Linked DNA regions of Hordeum vulgare: region 1 is linked to region 2. A link is a contact called in public Hi-C data. All regions are on one chromosome and are shown on one strand. Each heading gives the region's core, a stretch centred on a gene start, on an enhancer-like site or on the middle of the called end of the contact. The rest is flanking DNA. Distances are from core to core; before and after follow the strand shown.

What was found. Hi-C and Micro-C count contacts between places; a contact is called where the count stands out from the background.
Region 1: a contact with region 2 is called in a Hi-C map of seedling, with 2.4 times the contacts expected there. The contact joins the promoter of LOC123400688 here to the enhancer-like site in region 2. A contact is called at or near these places in 2 of 6 Hi-C or Micro-C datasets (leaf and seedling).

What each region holds. Positions count from the first base shown.
Region 1 is chr1H:459,375,337-459,378,395 of MorexV3_pseudomolecules_assembly, reverse strand. It overlaps LOC123400688, which reads left to right and starts at 1,367. Exons shown (of 8, transcript XM_045094662.1): 1 at 1,367-2,266; 2 at 2,362-2,505; 3 at 2,647-3,007. The coding sequence starts at 1,367.
Region 2 is chr1H:459,180,224-459,183,331 of MorexV3_pseudomolecules_assembly, reverse strand. It overlaps the pseudogene LOC123414669. Among protein-coding and RNA genes, the nearest start is that of LOC123445163, 10 kb to the right of the region's middle. Within about 2 kb of position 1,286, at least 3 of the 3 cell types and tissues checked have open chromatin away from gene starts, as enhancers often do. A contact at or near this core is called in leaf and seedling, where this site is marked.

The DNA of each region.
Region 1 (3,059 bases), core at 118-2,617, 190 kb before region 2:
TCAACACAAAGGATGACAATCAATAGATCAATTATGCTTCGACTTCCTAACATAGCGGTTCACCATACGTGCATGCTACGGGAATCACTAACTTCAACACAAGTATTTCTAGATTCACAACACATTACTAACATAACTCTTAATATTACCGAATCCACATCTCAAAACTAATTGAGAGGAATCAAGACTTCTCTTTCTACTCAATGCACATGAAGATGGAGGTTTTTGTATCCTCTTTGGGTAACTATCACATTTGGGACTACTTTGATAGCATAAGCCAACTACCAAGTCACGCACCGCCGTGCTCTAAATGATATAAGTGAAGCACATAGAGCAAAAGTATCTAGCTCAAAAGATATAAGTGAAGCACTATGAGCATTCTAGCAAAAATCATGATGAGTGCATGTCTCTCTCTCTCAAAAAGGTGTGCAGCAAGGATGATTGTGACACAACAAAAAGAAAAGAATCCTACAATACAAGACACTCCAAGCAAAACACATATCATGTGGTGAATAAAAATAGAGGTCCAAGTAATGTTACCGATGGATTGAAGACGAAAGAAGGGATGCCTTCCCGGGGCATCCCAAGCTTACGCTTTTTGGTGTCCTTGAATTTGGTTTGGGATGCCTTGGGCATCCCCAAGCTTGAGATCTTTCCACTCCTTATCTCTTTATCCATGAGAACATCACCAAAAACTTGAAAAAACTTCACAACACAAAACTTAAACAGAAACTCGTGATAACATTAGCACAAGAAAACAAACTACCACCTCTTTTTGGTAGTGTAGCAAACTTGAATTCTATCTATATTGGTGTTGGGCTACTGTATTCTCACTTTTCCATGGCTAGTACCCCCGATATTAACCATAGTTTCATCAAAACAAGCAACCAACTCAACAAAAACAAAATATGTCAAAAACAGTCCAGTCTGTAGCAATATGTATACTTCGTATACTTGTGGTACCTCAAAACATCTGAACAATTACGACTGCCTGGGCAAAAGGCATATAAACCAGCAGCAAAAAGAATAAACTCAAAAGCTCTTTCTGAATAAAAATGAAAAATCATCTTGTGAGCGAAAAGTTTCTGTCTTTTTCCAGCAGGATCAAACAACCATTACCAAGACTAATCATAAAGGTTTTGCTTGACTCAAACATAAAAAACACAATCACAACAGAATTATGATGGTGTGGACGCAACAAAACAGAAAGAAAAAAATAAATTGATTGGGTTGCCTCCCAACAAGCGCTATTGTTTGATGCCCTTAGATAGGCATTGATAATTCAATGATGCTCACACAAAAGACAAAAATTATAATAACGTGAAACTATAAAAGATTATAGATACGTTGAATACGTATGAGTGCCATGGATCGCATGTCGTCGCGTCCGGCGAGCCCGCAGCCTGCACACGTCGTCGGGCGGGTCCCAGTCGGCGTCCCCGGTGCACACCCGCCACACGCGCTCGGGGTCGCTGGTGGGGCCGGGTCCGCCTCCATCGTTGGCCGCCGTGGGGCGGGGTCAGCCGCCGCAGCAGCCGCCATGAACAGCGCCGCGCGTGTCGCCTCGCGCGCATCATGGGCGGGCCCGGAGTGGAGGACGCCGGCAACGGCAGCGAGGACGAGGAGTACGAGCTCTCCGGCCCCCGCCCCGAGCAGGCGCTGCGTGGCCGCTCACCCGGGCCCCGTCCGCGCCCTGCGTGCCACCCGCACCTCCTTCTACCACCGGGAGTACGCGCTCCAGCGCCTGCTCGCCAGCCTCGCCGCCAAGAACGTCCAGGACCTCATCCTCTTCAACCGCCCGTGGCCGCTCAACCTGCCGCTCCCCAAAGAAATCCTCAGTTGTGCCTCCCTCACCCGCCTGTACATCGGCGTCTGGCACTTCCCGGACATCACCCCCGGCCACCACCCCGTCTTTCCCAACCTCTGCGAGCTCAGCCTTTTCCACTCCATCATCGAGGACAACAAATTCGAAGCCTTGCTCGCGCACTGCCCCAAGCTGAACATCCTCTCCTTTGCCATCGCTTACAACTGCCCTGCACGCCCCCGCATCAAGTCCAGCAGCCTCCGTGTGGTGTCGGAATGGATATGCAGCTCCGATAAAATCATCGTCGAGGATGCCCCCTGCTTGGAGCGCCTGCCCTTCGAAAGCGTTGCCGTTTTTGAGCGGAGGAGGCCCATCAAAATTGTCCATGTGTCCAGGTTGGAGGTGCTCGGTGTCTTGGACCTCCAGCTCCACACACTTGAGATTGGCGGCACCGTCATCAAGGTAACTGTGTCTTGTAACTTTCTTGATCTGCACTTCAATTCGGTACATGACTGCAACCAAATAATGTTCTCATGTTTAATTTGCCTCAATGGCAGGTTCGGATGACTATGAAAGATAGTGTGATGCTACCAAACTTGAAGATACTGGTTGTCAAGGTGCGATTTTCGCATGACAAGGAGGTCAAGATGCTGCACCCTCTGCTCAGATGCTTTCCTCGTCTGGAGACGCTTCACATCATGGTAGTATTCGTATAATATTGATATATGTTCATCCCAACAGATTAATAATATAGGTATCTGTTCTAGCACTTCTAATTGTACTTGGGTGCAAGTTGAGGATTGATATGCTAGACACTGACATTGTTTTTTACTCAATTCCAGTCCATTCGATCCTCGTCACCTGATAGTGGAGATTGTGCTGAGACCTGGAATTACCCGGGCTCTGCCGACTGCCTCTCTCATCTGAAGAAGTTTGTCCTCCACGGATTCCATGGCCTGGACCGTGAGCAGTTGTTTGTCAGTTACATACTGGAGAAGGGGATAAAGACCTTGGGCATCGTTTACGGTGACAATGATGATGTGCTAGTGAAGAGAGGCCTGGTGCCAGGCTCTGTTGGTGAGGGCAATGCGCCATCTGGTGGAAGTAGCAGCTGTGACAGTGATGATGTGGTAATGGAGGCAGACCCTATCTCATGTTCCGTTGGTGGGGGCAATGCGCCATCAGGTGTAAACAGTGGTAGTGGTATAAGAAGTTGTCTTCTACTTGATTCCCATTTTAATAACTTTGGTGTCTT
Region 2 (3,108 bases), core at 37-2,536:
TTTTAGAACAAAATTCTACCTATTTAGAAAATTTGCAAATTTTGTAAACAAATTGTAAAAAAAATGAGGGATTTTAAAAAAGTTCAAAAAAAGTTGCAAGAAAAGTTCAACTAACTGAAAAGCATTCAAAAAAAAAGAGAGGGATGACAGCACAAAATACGACGAAAGTCCAATTCTATTACTCTTCGCGACAAACTCTGGCTCATTAGCACAGAGGCAAGCAACCTAACAAACAAGATGGTCAGCCCAATTATGAGATAAACGCATATGCTACAGTATCTGGTTTGTCATGAATCTGTTTTCACTTCTTTTTGGTTTCTTATGCGAAAAATGCTTGTGTTTTAAAAATTGTTCCAGGATTTAAAAGTTGTATATATTTCCCAAAATTGATAAAGAAAATAAAAATGTTCATTAAAAAAAGAGTTAGATACAGTGCCCGCTAGTTTTAAAAAAGCATTCATGTTTTTAAAAAATGTTTGAGTTTTTGTTAAATGTTCAAAAATATTTGATGTTTTATATAAATGTTTGCTACATTACCTCCTATTCTTGAAAATTTGTTTGTTTTTTATAGAACGTCCGCATTCAAAAAAAATTAAAATTTGAAAAAAAGTTTGAGATTTCTAAAATTCAAAACTTTTGCAAAATATTCATGTTGTAAAAAATATTCACTTTTTCAGAAATAATGATACAATTTTATTTTCAGGATCTGGCGCCATTAATGGCCTTTCTAATACGTTGTGCTGAGTAACTAAGCACAAGTGCCTATTAGTCCTAGTGGCTATCAGCCATGTCCTTGTAGTTGGAGGTCTTGTGTTTGAATCCTTCCGCTTTATCTTTTAGTACTAGACAAACGGATCGTACATGCATCCGTCAATGGGCTGGTCCATCGTGGCGTATACGAATGGTGTGTGCGACGTATTTTCTAAAATAACTATTCTACCCTTTATCGTGAAGGGGTTCGGATAAATCTCATCCATTGATGTGTCGTGTGTGCGACGTATTTTCTAAAATAACTATTCTACCCTTTATCGTGAAGGGGTTCGGATAAATCTCATCCATTGATGTGTCGTGTGTGCGACGTATTTTTTAAAATGATCATTCTATCCTTTATTGTGAAGGGGTATGGATAGATCTCATCTATTGATGTGTTTACGTGGATTGTATCGAAGTGGAAGTGATGCTGGGACGGGTTGGGGACATCGGGATCCTGTCGTGGGCGAGTAGACGCGCCACTCTGCCTCCGCCGGTCGCTGTTGGCCCTGCTGCGATGCGGGGATCTGGGCCGGGGCGGCCGCCTAGGGCCAAGGCCTTGCTAGGGGTCCATTCATGCGTACATCCACCAGCAGATGGGCTCAGCCCAAGTACAAAATAAATGATGCAACGTGAAAGACATGTGAAACAGATCAAGAGAGTGGAATTGGGCCAGGCACGTTTGATAATACCGGCCGGAACACCAAAAAATAGGGAGCAAAGCGCTCCTCTGGGAGCTTTCAATGGTCTTTTTCAGCCGTTGTCACATGTCGCGTTTTAGATTTTTTTTTATTTTACTTATTTTATAATTTTCTCGCACGCGTTTTTGCCTTTTTATTTTTTTTGGCTTTTCGGTTTTTTCACACACCTTTCTTAGCCTTTGGACAGAAAAAGTTTATGCAAAAAAATATGCTTTTTTCTTTTCTCGAGAGCCATGGTTTTGATTTCGCGAAAGACACGATTTTACTTTTGTAAGAGACAATCAAAAACAAAAAAAATATTTTTCATGATTTTACTTTCAGAAAAAGTATGGATTTGCTTTCGTAAGAGGCAGTCCATGCCTCTCAAAAACTGAAAAAAAAAGTATTGTTTTTTATATGTTGTATTTCCTTCGTTCCTAAATATAAGTTTTTTTTAAGATTTTACTAGGGACAACATACAGATGTATGTAGACACATTTTAGAGTGTATACTCATTAATTTTGCTCTGTATGTAGTCTTCTAATGGAATTTCTAAAAAGACTTATATTTAAAAATGGAGGAGGGAGTATCACTTAATTGAGACTTGATTGTGTCTCACACTAAGATCTAGCTCCAGGATGACAGCATGTGCGTACACACTTGCACAGTTTACATGCCCGAGGCCCATGGCCACATGCATAACATAGGCCGCGTACAGCAACGTCCAAGTTGAATGGGAAGCGAGGCGGCGTTAGATGGTCAGCTGGCCACAAGGTAGCATTGACTCGTTCAAAGTCCAAAGCGCACATGATCATTCAACCCCAAATTCCAACCCCTTTATCATTCCATTTCCACCACGCGGGCCCAATCAAGGCTGAGCGCTTGCGCTTGCTTTGCTCGTATATAAAGCGAGGGGCAATGCCGGTGGCACGGCAGCAAGCCAACCCAACCCAACCAACTCCCCTGAAGCATATATCGATCTCCTCTCCTTGCGTTGCGTTGCACCGCATTCCAACCTCCACCCGTCACCGCAGTCCATGGCTGCCATGAAAATCATCGCTCTCCTTGCCGCCGTCCTGGGCACGGCGTCGGCGGTGACCCACCGCGTCGGCGAGCCGGGCGGCGCGTGGGACCTCGCCACCGACTACGGCGGCTGGGCGTCGTCTAGGAAGTTCCACCCGGGCGACGAGCTCATCTTCAAGCACGAGCGAGGGGCGCACAACGTGCTCGAGGTCACCAAGCCCGGCTACGACTCCTGCAACGCCACCGGGCCCCATCACCGCCTTGGGATCCGGCTTCTTCACCTACGTCGCCCTTCCCGCCGTCGGCACCCGCTACTTCATCTGCGGCTTTCCTGGCCACTGCACCACCGGCGGCATGAAGCTCAGGGTCGACATCGTGCCGGGCTCCCCCTCGTCGTCGCCCGTCCCGGCCATGCCTCCGCCCTCCTCCGCCGCCGCCTCTCCGAGGGCCACAGTAGGATTTGGCCTTGTCCTCCTGCTGGCGGCCGGCCTCATGGCTTGAAATTCATGTATTCTTCGTTAGCTGATAGTGAATCCAACCCATGTAAACATGGGAGGTTTCCCTTCTTTTCAAATGTAAAATTCAAAATTCAAGAAATTCATATTTTTACATTTCAAAAAATTCTGAACTTTGAAGCCGAGCTCTATCGAGCTAT